2 separate regions of the Mus musculus genome follow, and region 2 is linked to region 1. Evidence: chromatin contacts called from public promoter capture Hi-C data. All regions are on one chromosome and are shown on one strand. Each heading gives the region's core, a stretch centred on a gene start, on an enhancer-like site or on the middle of the called end of the contact. The rest is flanking DNA. Distances are from core to core; before and after follow the strand shown. Region 1 holds the start of Gata2 (GATA binding protein 2). Region 2 holds the start of Kbtbd12 (kelch repeat and BTB (POZ) domain containing 12).

Region 1 (6,274 bases), core at 3,274-5,773:
TGTCCGGATAGGAAACTCCGGCAGGAGATCCGAAAGGACATTTTTTTAAAAAATCACTCAAATGAAAATACACAGTATAGGTGACTCCATGGAAAAATAATAAAGGGCAGGTTTTTTTGGTGGCCGCTGTGTGTTATTTAAATAAGCGGAGGAGACCGGGAGCTGGGAGGCGAGGGAGGGCGGCCAGAGCAGCCATAGGGAAAAGTACTTCATGGCCCTATTTTTAAAAAGAGCGAATAAGAGACCAGAGCCTGAGGGTGGGCTGCTAGACCATGGGCTCTGGGAATCCTTCAGCGGGGGGTGGGGTGGGGGGGTGTCCAGAGGAGGGGGTGCCCGGTAGCTGCGGGGGGAGGGGGGTGCCAGGGAGGCTGCAGGACAGGAAATTTGGCAGGAAAGAATCCGCCAGAACGAAGACCGACCTGACTGACCCCCCAAATGATTTGACTGATAAGAGGATTTCAGGTGGTGAAGTGTCTGCATTTGAAGGTTTGCTGTTGGATTGTTTTCGTTTTTTTTCCCCCTCTCTGTTTTGTTTTTTTTTCTTCACTTAACTAACCCGCTCTGCCCAGATTGCCACTGGCCACCGTGGCCCTGCCCTGCCCCATGATGTGCCCTTTCTTACCAGCCTCCGCTTGGGCTTGATGAGCGGCCGGTTCTGTCCATTCATCTTGTGGTAGAGCCCACAGGCATTGCACAGGTAGTGGCCCGTGCCATCTCGTCGCCAGAGAGGGGTGGCTGTGGCACCACAGTTGACACACTCCCGGCCTTCTGTAAGGGAACAAGGAAAGACACAAGGCCTGCTTAGCCTCTACACAGAGCCAGAGGATCAAGGTTGTATTAAGGGAGACCCACCCCTGGCAGAAAGAGGGACTCAAGGAGTCCCCTTAAAAGAAGTCCAGGGTCTTTTAAGGATAAATTCTCATTTCTGATGTTGCTGAGGAAGAGCAAAGAGAAACAGCAAATGCAGGCTGCCAGGGGTTCTCAGAGCCAGCAGCAAGTTACCCGGAAAAGGAACTGAAGGCCGGTTTTACAGAGCACAGGCTACTGTCCCTCGCTCAGCTCAGGCCACAGTTGTCCAGGATTGGGGTCTGGGGGAGCCTCTCTGCTGCTCTATCACTTTGCCCAACTGAGCCAGCATCTCTAAGTCTTTTTCTCATCTCTCCCATCAGCCCCTCGCTGTCTTTATGCTCCGGCTAAGGCCAGGAAACCTTTTCTCTTCCTCCAGTTGGGCTCCCTTTCAGCCAAACTCCTAGAATTCAATGATCAAAGTTGTTTCTAAAATGAAATAAATAAGTTCTTTCACTTTAGGCTAGGTGGCCTTATTTTCTGTTGTTGTTTTTGGCCATCTGGAGCTTAAATAGAATACAAAACAAACACGGAAGAGAGGGCTACAAACAGGCCAAGACTTTGCAAAAAAGGGCAAAGTCTCTGGTCTTAGTAGAGCAGGAGACAAGAGTCAAGTTGGGGCTGGAGTTCAGCGGAGCGAGGGCTTAGTAGCTCAGTACCATGGAAATTCTTCCTGATCTAGTTGGAACTAAGTCACCTATGAGAAGTTGGTTCTTCAACTCAGAAATAAACTTTGGAGGAAGCCTTCCCCCCTCCCTTGCTAAAAGCTATGGGAAGGAGCCTCGGAGCCACGGGTTATTGCCTGAGGGCCATATGGCTGGACAAACCTAGCTGGATCCAGCTGCAGCTGGCAAAGGGGTGCAGGCACCCGCACAGGTTCTCACTCCTACCCCCAGGGAGAGGGATCAGGGTCACTAGGATGCAAGCAGGCCTTGGGAATTTTGCTTTGGGGAAATCTCCAAGGAGATCTGGAGCCGCTGCAATCCTAAAACTGGACTAGCAGAGTTGGAGAACCAGATTCCTCTAGGGCCTAGATCTCTGCAGTGCCCACGGCATGCACACACGCTCACAGACACACGTACACATAAGTACACACTGACTCCTTCCCTCACCTACAGCCTCCATTCTCCCCCACGCCCAGTCACGAGGCTGCTCGGTCTCAGCTGAACGTTTGGGGAGGGAGACAGGGAACCTCATTCTGTGTTTTAGCTGATACTTGTCAACCTTGGAGAGGAGGCCATGAGGAGGGGTGCGGAGAGGAGCTGAACATGGGGGTTCCTAGGAGCACTTAACGGCAGGATGAAAGTTTTAGGGGTTTCTTCCTCCCCACAGGGAACTTCAAATGCCTGTGGACTATCAGAGATGACCACCACCCATTCTTAAATCAGGCGCCCTAGCATGGCCCCTCTATCAGACCACGGACCCCTTTTACAGAGGCACACCACACCCACAGGCCCTGAAGTCCCACACCTGCCTTTACCTGAGCAGGAGCGAGCCTTGCTTCTCTGCTTAGGGGTGAAGCTGGAGGCGGGGCCACCCAGGAAGCCTCCTGGATGGAAGAGACTGCTGCCATAGTCATGAGCTGCGGCGGGCACATAGGAGGGATAGGTGGGTATCGGGTGGTGTGTTGCAGGCTGGGTGCCCATGGTAGCTAGGCCCGGGCGCAGGGGACTGCCGCCTTCCATCTTCATGCTCTCGGAGAGTGACACTTGGTACTTGACGCCATCCTTGTCCTCACCCCGGGCTACACTACCCCCTGCAGAAGAAGAGGCCGGGGAAGCAGCTCCTGTTGTGCTGGGGTCTGGAGACACTTCTTTGGGTGGCGTGGGTGGGAAGCCGAAGAGATGGGAGCCCGAGTGGGCTGCAGTGGGGGTGAGGGAGGCCACGGAGCTCCCACTGCCTCCCCCGCTCCCACCCGCAGCCCCTGGGTAAACAGACAGAGGCCCTCCGGGTGCTCCAGCAGCTGAGGGGTGCAGCGGGGTCTTGGAGAACGGGCTGACGGTCCAGGGACTGTGGTGATGGGCAGCGGCGGCAGAGAGAGCTGCTTTGCCCCCGTCCAGCCACGGCAAGCCTGGGCTGTGCAACAAGTGTGGTCGGCACATCTGGCCTCCGGTGAGACGGGCTGTGCAGAGGGAAAGGGGGTGAGGATGACCAGGGGCTTCAGAGCCATGACCCGGGCACACAGGATCACAACTCAGCGAACTACCATCAGCAGCCCCACCCTTTAAAACATCAGAAACGTAACACCTCAGCCTGTAATCATCAGCAATGTCAGTGAAAGGCCGAAGGACAAGTGACACAGCAGCCCCACCGGACAGGGCCCAGAAGGATTCCCCCACCCCCACCCCCGCCAAGACACTTGGAAATGGACCGAAACCCTACAGGTCCCAGACCCTCCCTAAGAAGTCCCTGCCTCCATCTTCTTAGGCCCGATTTCGCAGCTGCTCAGATTCCTGTGGATCCCACATCCGGGAAGCAGCAACAGGCCGTCCCCCCTCCAAGGCCTGGCCCGGGCGCCAGGCTTCCAGAAACCTCGGGGGCCAAAGCTCACCATGCGCCGGGCTGTAGGAAACGCGCGCGCGCGCGTGGGCCGGGTTGGCGTAGTAAGGGTTGCCCTGCGAGTCGAGATGGTTGAAGAAGACATCCACCTCGTCGGGAGGCAGCAGCTGTGCTGGCTCCATGTAGTTATGCGCCAGGCCCGGATGGTGCGAGTCGGGGTGCTGCGCATTCAATACGGCGGGGTGCGCCATCCAGCGAGGCTGCTCAGGCGCCACCTCCATGGTCCACTACTGTGTCTTGGGAACCAGGCGAAGGTGGGGCGGCCCTGGATAACAGAGGGAATGTGAAGGACACTGCCGCCTTCTGACACCCCCATTCCCAAAGTCTGTGTCTTGAGAGCAAAGACGTTCCATCGGAGCTTCACTGAGGACCAGTCCCGGGTGGAAGGAAAGCGCAAGGTTTAAAACGAAAGGAAGGTGAAGGAAGGGGTTCAGCCTCATACACTTGCAGGGAAACTCGCGTTCCCACAGACGCAACTCCACATACACGAGGTCACACACACGGATAGGTCCTGACATCGGTGACCCCCCCAAAACGCACGCGGAACTGAAATCAGGTTCTCACACCGTGCCCCTGTCCTCTGGGCACACAAACACATAAACTCTGACTAAAAGTTAGAGACAGTTGCCTAGACATCCACTCTGGGGCACACGCTCTCCCACGCCCCCGTAACACTTTGACAATATATACACAAACTAACCCCCAACACCCCGGGCCACCCCAAAAAACGCACCCGCAGTTCCTGGGGCTGCGAGCCGGTCCCCAATGCACTCTCTAGCAGTCAGCCAACCTCTCCCCAAAGCATAAGAACGTAATCGCCCACAGGAGATCCTGGTCTGAGCTCCACAGAGATCCCTCCAACCTAGGAATGTCCACAAGCCCCCTGAACCTCAAACTTACACTCGCAGCGGCGCGGGAAGGGGAGGGCTCAGCAGTAGAGAGTAAGAGACACCAGGAGAGCCCGGGTACGGCGGGCCCAGCGACAGCGCGTTCCAGGGCCGGCGGATTCACGGGATAGGGGTGGGGGACAGCGCGCGTCTCGGCCTCCGGCCCGCCCGGCTCCGGCCCCTCTGCATCCTCCGGCCGCCCTGGCGCCAGCTGCCGACTCCTGCACAGACGTGAAGCGGGGGCCGCGCACGCCTATGAAGCCGGCGCCAGCCAATCAGCGCCGCGCGCCGCCCAGCCTCCGCCCCCCCATTGGCTGCTCCCGCCGCTTTGGCCGCTGGACTTCGGGAATGACCCGCAAGCTGGCCTCCTAGGCTGCCTGGCCCCCTACCAGCGCCCTCTCTGCGGCCTCTGATGCCAACGCCCCCCCCCCCCAGGGGACCTTCGCCGTGGGCAGACCCTGCACCCCTCCGGCAGACGCTCAGGTCTTCCAACCTCTGCCCTCCCAGCAACTAGGCACGAATAGGGTCCCTGACTTCCCAGGAGCCGAGACGTGCACCTTCTGGGTATCTCTCTGCTGGGACCACAGCTTTCTACTCTCGGGCGGAGCCCCACCTCCACTGCTACGGACGACGGCCAGCCCAAATCCAACTGACTCCCCAAACTCTCTGTCCTTCTATCAGGGATAGCTGTGCAAGAGGCTGGTAGGATCCGCTGGACAACATGAGTCTAGGGATTGTGGACTTCTCTAGGGCACCCGAACTTTGAGCACTAAGACACTTGAGGCTGTGCTAGACCAATAATGGTCGCGGTCAAGCCAGTGGCCCAGGGAGGGGGAAGGGCTCCGGGCGGGGCCTTAGTAGACCACCAGGCTGAACTGCCTGGGGCGAGGCCGTGGAGCGGGAAACTGGCGCCAGAGTCGGCTGAAGGGAGACTCCCGGGGTATTAACCATATATATTTTTTCTTTCTAAGGGTCCCCGAGACGGTCTTTAGGGAGAGGGAAGCAATGTTGTGAGCACTTTTTCCCCAAAGTCACCTGGAGTTTTTCTCCACAACACCTCCATTCTGGAGAGACAAGTGAGTTCAGTGGCGAGTATACAAACCTAGCTCCCTCCCTGGCTATAGATGGGAGACCTAAACTCCAAGAGTCCAGAAAGAAGCTTGTGAGTCCAAGACTTTTAGGGGAATCTAGACAGGTGCGATGGATTGGCCAAGCTTGGAGCCCTCCACATAGCTCCTCTATCTTTGCAGGGACCGAAACCCCTAAAGAATAATTCCAGAGGAGTCCCAGGTTGGTCCCGAGCTGGGGAAAGGCTGGGGTCCCCGCCGCCCCCAAGGATGGGGGAGGGGCGGCAGGATTGACAGTCCGTAATTGGGTAACTGGAGGCGGCTTCTCCGGCCCGGCGGCCCCGCCACCGCGACGCCGGGCCCCTGACGTCACCCGATTCGCCAGGAAATGAACTTTTTAATAATCCAAGGAGGGTGGAAAGCCCTCGGTCCCCTCGGCTCGGGGGGCGCCCAGCCAGGAGGGCTCAGCTTCTCGGGCGCGCCCCCGTCACCCCCTCCCAGGTCCTCTGCGGACAGCGCTGAGGGGGCGCGCGCACGGCAGGGCCTCCTCTGGCCTCTGCGGCTGGCGTCCATCTGTCTGTCCGAGGCCCTGGAACAGGTAAAGGCCTGGGGCCCGGGGTGCAGAACTCCACTGGACCGGAAACCCGCGCCTCTTGCTCCCTGGCGCGGGGGGGGGGGGGTCCTGCTGTCCGCTGTATTCCCCGCGCCTCTGTGCTCCAGAGCCATCAGGGGCCCAGGAGGCTCGGGAGTCCGCGCCCAGCCGAGGCGGGAGGTCTAGCAAGAGGGATCCAGGGGCTAGAGGGGCGCGAGACCGCAGTGCCTCGGGGTCGGCTGGGCAGGTGGGTGGTCTCAGTGCCAGCCAGATTCGCGCTCCCACTGCGCGGTTCACTTAGGACCCGCTTTCGGGAAGGCTTT
Region 2 (6,309 bases), core at 737-3,236, 430 kb before region 1:
ATGTAAAGTATATAAAAGGTAAATTTATACAAGCAGAAAATAGTCTAGAGATGATTGGATATTTGGGAAAGAAGAAAAATGAGGCATTACTTTCTAATGACTGTCATGATTTTAAAATATAGAAATGGAAGTGGTGATGGCAGTTGTATTAGTCAGCTTCCAGTTACTATAACGAAATATCTGAGATGATTAACTTATAAAGAAAAGAAAGATTTTCTTTCAAGCAGGAACGGTTCCAAACTGAGCCCATTGTTTTGGACCTCTAGTAGGCAAACTGAAGTAGGAGAGGAAGAGAACCAACTGAGCTCCTGTTGACTCTATCAGAGGCATGCCCTCCAGTAATCTAAGGACTTATCAGGTCTCCCGCCCTAAGGGTCAAACACCTCCAAATAGCATCATTCTGGAACTCACCGGTTCAACATGCAAACTTCTGGGGGAAAATCAACATCCAAACTATAGTAAGTTATAGTTTATATATTGATATATAAATATATTTAGTGATGCTAGATTGAACACTTAAAATGACTAGGTGGTAAAATCTATGTTAAACATATTTTACCACAAAGATTTTTTTAAAAGGAAAAATATGAGTGTGCACCAGAATGATCCAACCTGAGAAAGACTTATTTCTATGACCCCCAAAGCTTTGGGGGAGGGAGTAACGGAGTATTATTGTACAGTGTCTCATGTGCCCCAAGCTAGCCTTGAACTCCCAGTGAAGCCGACAGCCCCTTAAATTCCTGATTCCCCTGCCTTTACTTCTTGGGTGCTGGAATTACAAGTATGTCCAACCACTTCTAGCTTGATCTTGACTTTAAGAGAAAGGAATCACACACAAAAGAATCAGAACGGTTTCTAGAAACTGAAACAACCAGGTGACAGATTCTCTCCTAGAAATACACATCCACTGACAGCTTCACTTTAACCTATCGAGATCCTCACCCTTCCTAATGCTGTGACCCTTTAATACAGACTCTCATGTTGTGGTGATATTTCCAAGGGTCTTAGGTGACCCCTGTGAAAGGGTCATTTGACCCCTCCTCCCAAGAGCTTGTAACCCTCACACAAATGTGTATTACTACACTAAAGCCATTCTGGCTCGTTTTAAGCTAGCTGACTTAATACTGAGTCTTTAATCACAAAATAGATGATGCTCTATGACATTCTGAGGGGTACTAGCTCCCCATCACTGAGAGCACCCTGAGAACAGAATTAATCTTTTCTCAGGATTCGGGGACACTTTCCACTTACAGGAAATCCCCCCTCCCACATCAGAAGCTGAGTGCTGAAATTCAGTTGCCAGCTGTAATAAATAAAAATACAGAATTCTATGTTCTGTATTGAAACCAAAACCTGTTTTTGGTTTCAAAACAATGAGTTGCTTCTAAATGTGGACTGGCCATGCGATCTCTGAAACATATTATACGAAAAAAAGAAAAGAAATACCACTTGTATGTCTGAATTGTATATTTAACTGGATTCCTGTGTTTTCTTCAGCAACCCTACCATAGGCCGTACTCAATAAGATCACACAGAAGCCTCGGGTGAGCTTTGCAACGTTTAAAGATTAAATGAAAGACGTGTCCCCTTAAAAGATCCGATTTCCAAATTCTCTTTTCAAAGGTGTCTTTTTGGGCTCTTGACTGACAGAACACCGTTGTCCCTAGCGCGCGGTGTGGCGCGGGAAGACCCCGCGCAGGCGCACTTGCCGGTGAGGGACCTCTGGGGTCTGTGTGGAACAGGCGCGGGAAGACCCCGCGCAGGCGCACACTGCAGCGCGTGTCCCGGCCGCTTCCCGCGCGGAGGCCGAGCACCTGTTACCTCTGGGTGGCCGCCAGCGCCCTCCTCGTCCTCGCTGGGACGCCGCCTGTCCCTTGCACCCCCCTCGCTTGGTCTATTTATAGTGCTTGTCAGCCCAGGCCCATTTCGGGTAGTGTAGTCAGTCAGGCCTGCCCCGCCGCGCCCTCCCGACCCCGCGTGTGCCTAGTCACGGCGCCATGGCGGCGGAGCAGCAGCGAGTAAGTAGGGGCCTAGAGAGGGGACGCCCCCTCGGTCGGCCGGCCGGTGTGGGGTCAGCGGCCGCTCCGGTCTCCCTGCGGCATAATCCATTTGCTAGACCTCCAGGATAATTCCCTTCCCTAAATGACCCGGCTGATTATTTTGCGACCCCGCTAGACTATAAATGCCATCGAGGTAAGGGCTCTCCTGCCTTCCCGGAGCCCATAATAAAGCAGGGTTCGGTTCGTTTAAATTCAATCAGCGCTGAATGTATCCCTGGGCGACTCTCTTAACTTTAAAGCCAGGAATATAATTGCCTTGCATTTTCCCCACATGATTCTTAAGAGGAACTAATGAGCTATAATGCATATTAAAGCACTCGGAAAAAGTATAAGGAACTGGGTGAATGCAAAACATTGCGAGCACACCAAAGGAAAAAGAAGAGAAAGCTTATTTGTCTTTATCATCTCTGTGACTCATTATTGCAAGCCTTATGTACATCTGAGGGTGACTTGTTCGTATTAAACAAATCAGGGAAACGACATCAGCGGGGAAAGTTGAGTGTAATTAGGGTGGTATGCATGTTCAGCCATTTCCTACCGCGCTGGCAAAAGTAGGACTGGGGAAATCTGGTGATGGCAGAAACAACATACAGTAAGAGTGTTAGGTTATAAACCAGGGGTCACAAACTTAAATGGCTGTAAAATCACCCTCAAGAAGAGAAATAGGGAAGGCACCATAAATAATGGCTGACACTTAGGGCTTAGCACGGGTGGGCAGATGTGCCAACTGAGAAGCTGCAGCTGGCTTTTAGGTCACTTGGAAATAAGCCATTGTTGCCATTTTTTTTTTCTATAAATGCGGGAATGTTTCAAGTTTGCTTCAGCTGGCCCTTCCCCAGGAATGAGGCCTCTATCTCAGAGAGCAAATAATGACTGTGAATTAACTTTGAGGGTGGAGGTCAAAAGTAGATGTCATAATGCCACAAATAAAGGGAAGAAAGTCTCCTGGAAGGATTTATAGTTGGACAAGAGGATAATAACTTAAAGCATGGTTTAAGCAAAATCAGAATCTCCAAAGCTAACATATACATGTAAAAACACAAAGAGAGAAGGGCAGATATAGTGACACATGCCTTTAATCCTAGCACACAGGAGACAGAGGCAGGCAAGATTGCTGTGAATCAGAGGCCAGCTAAGGCTACCTAGAAAGACCCTGCCTCAGAAATATTTATTCAGATATAGGAGGGTAAGGTTATTAGGAATGATGTAGAACTAAACAAAGCATTAGTTTGATCAAACAACCATACCAAGAAACTCTTTTTTTTTTAATTTACTCACTTTACATTCCCCTCCCTGTCACCCCTCCCACAATATTTCCCCCCTCCCTCCTCCTTTTATCCACTGAGCAGGTGGGGGCCCTCCTGGGTATCACACACACACACACACACACACACACACACACACACACACACATATCAAGTTTGTGAGGCTAGGCGCATCCTCTCCCACTGGGACCAGACAAGACAACCCAGCTAGAAGAACGTAACTGAGATACAGCAACCACTTTTGGGATAGCTTGGGGATAGACTCTCCCCTCCCCCAACGCTCCTGCTCTTGTCAGATCTCTGAGGCTAAGCAGGATGGGGCCTGGACTGGAGACCAAGCAACTCTTCCATACCAGGTATCAACACAGACACGGAATAGAGAAGTGAATAAAACATGAAGTCCTTTACTTCAGAAAATGTTATCTGCGCTGAATTCTGAAGAACTGGACCGGGGAAGGAGGGTATTCCTAACACAGAGTATTACGTGTACGCATTAGAATTGTTAGCCCTTTGACACTATAAAAAACAATGAGGAGCCAGGTGTGGTGACACACGCCTTTAATCCCAGCACTTGGGAGACAGAGGCAGGCAGATTTCTGAGTTCAAGGCCAGCCTGGTCTACAGAATGAGTTCCAGGACAGCCAGGGCTGTACAGAGAAACCCTGTCTCGAAAAACAAAACAAAACAAAACAAAAAGGCTTTCTTAATAAAACATTTCGCTTTGGAACTGGAAACATTAGAACTGGGACATTATTTTCTGATGTCATAGTTGTTAATATTTCTTAGTTTGTTAACAAAAGTCTGTTGAAGGCAATTTGGGGAAAACTAGATTTTTGGAGCCCTGTCCTTGTTACTTTTCTGCTCTTTAGCTGTTTTTGTTTGATTGGATGGTTGGTTGGTTGTTGGGTTTGTTTGTTTATTTGTTTGTTTTTTCTTTTTGAGACAGGGTTTCTCTGTACTACTGCCCTGGCAGTCCTGGAGCTCACTTTGTAGACCAGGATGGTCTCGAACTCAGAGAGAGTACTAGGATTAAAGACCTGTGCCACTATGTCCAGCTTTTCAGGTCTTTTTTATAAATAAAAATCCAAAGCTTTGATGTTGATCATTTTTACCATAATTATAACCTATTTACTGTACCAAATATTTTTTAAAGATTTGTTTGTTTGTTTGTTTGTTTGTTTATTATACTTATACATAAGTACACTATAGCTGTCTTCAGACACACCAGAAGAGGGCATCAGATCTCATTACAGATGGTTGTGAGCCACCATGTGGTTGCTGGGATTTGAACTCAGAACCTCTGGAAGAGCAGTCAGTGCTCTTAACCGCTTAGCCATGTCTCCAATCCTGTACCAAATATTTTTATGGGAGAAATAAGCACATAACAATTCTGAATCTAGTAACTTTCGCCATCACACAGGTCAATGCTGAAGAAATGAACAAAGAGGTGGGGGTATAGCCACAAGATTTCAAAGCTGTTGTCATTCAGACCAGAGAGGAGGTTTCTGTATTTTCCAGTCACTCATAAGTAGAGCTGCCTACACTTTGATATGTAAATTTACAATATATGAAAATTCATAATTTGTATATTATTTTTCTGCATATGATATCAGGTAATTTACAGATATCATTTGCAACACAGCTAAGGTTTTTGAAAACCATAAGTAATTGATATTAATACAATCTTTTATTCTAAATACATTTTATGGGGTTTTCAAAATATACAAAGGGCATAAAGAATAATGAAGTGTGGATTGAGTCCTCACCGTACAGCAGGGAAATTAAACATTTATACAGTTGAAGCTCCTTGTCATTCTTCTGTTTCCCTGTCTTCTACATCTCATGAAAGCAGCAACTCTCCTGAATTCAGTGCTTATAAGTACCCTTCATTTCTTTATGTTCCATTACAGTTGTATGGGTTCTTAAAAATACATAATTTAAACCTTTTTATTTTGGTGTTTCCAATTTTACAGAAAAATCACAAGAATTATATTTAAAACTCCTGTGATACACTCTACCAAAATCATCATATATTTATGTCATCATAATATGTGACCTATACTTTATTAGAACAGTATACTCTATTGTATATTTTAAACACATTATGAATACAGCATGTATTCTAGTTATTTTGTAACTATTTTGATACATGTAGATCACATTTATTCATTTTTCCATTATACAATATTCTTTTGAGTGAATATGTTATAGTCTGTTAATGGATATTAAGTTGGTTTTTACTATTTCAAACAGCGCTGCCGTGGATTTTAATTATTTTAAATTCTGCTAAAGATGGAGAATTTTCTTAGAAAGGTTGGTCATGTATCAATCATTATTCAGAAAAATCAGCAACTGTAAAGATAATGGAAAGATGATAAAATCAAACATTGTGAAAGCAAAACATTTGTGATTTGAAAAAATTGACACTTTTGCCCTACATTAAATTTATAGGAGTACACATCTCTAAACTAAATCTAATGGACCTGGGTGTAGCTGCACTCTGGATTCGCAGAGTAATTAGGCTTTATTCTTGTGACTTATATTTATCTTTGCTACTCATCTTTCTCCATTATTATGGGTACTATTATTATGAGTGCATCAGTTCAGCCTGCCATAAATTGGAACAGAGAATAACTCCCCATTGATATCATTGAGAACATTTATATAATTTTGTTTTGCTGATGAAAGGAGAATGCACTCTCTGCCCTCATTATGAGAAAAAGTTGCTGTCAGCTCTCTCCATTTATGAGCTGTGTCTGTATCCACTAGTGACTTGTATATGCACCAAAATTATTTTCATTTGAAAAGTGTTTGTGAAGGTATGTCTCGCCTTCACTTTACCAAGTAGATTTTATAAAGCGAATTACATATTGTACATATATAAATAACCTTATTCAGTTCTTCCACCTGTTCTTATTCTTATATAATTCTCAGAAGAAATCCCAAGTGAAGAAACTAGAACTTAAAGAGTCTATAGGACATGT

What was found. Promoter capture Hi-C pulls out the DNA fragments that hold promoters and counts their contacts.
Region 2: a promoter capture Hi-C map of stem cell-derived epiblast-like cells shows a contact between it and region 1, with 5 times the contacts expected there. The contact joins the promoter of Kbtbd12 here to the promoter of Gata2 in region 1. A contact is called at or near these places in 6 of 39 promoter capture datasets (embryonic stem cells, hematopoietic stem and progenitor cells, hippocampal neurons and 2 more), 1 of 484 Hi-C or Micro-C datasets (embryonic stem cells), 1 of 115 datasets of contacts at active chromatin or transcription factors (bone marrow-derived macrophages) and 2 of 9 other capture datasets (liver and macrophages).

The regions. Positions count from the first base shown.
Region 1 is chr6:88,196,913-88,203,186 of GRCm38.p6, reverse strand. Gata2 (GATA binding protein 2) reads right to left here and starts at 4,523. Exons shown (of 6, transcript NM_008090.5): 1 at 4,306-4,523; 2 at 3,398-3,670; 3 at 2,327-2,968; 4 at 623-768. The coding sequence starts at 3,626. Gm38708 (a long non-coding RNA gene) reads left to right here and starts at 5,804. Exons shown (of 4, transcript XR_001785312.2): 1 at 5,804-6,274. RefSeq lists an enhancer at 1-278.
Region 2 is chr6:88,623,106-88,629,414 of GRCm38.p6, reverse strand. It overlaps Kbtbd12 (kelch repeat and BTB (POZ) domain containing 12), which reads left to right and starts at 1,986. Exons shown (of 6, transcript NM_001278671.2): 1 at 1,986-2,018.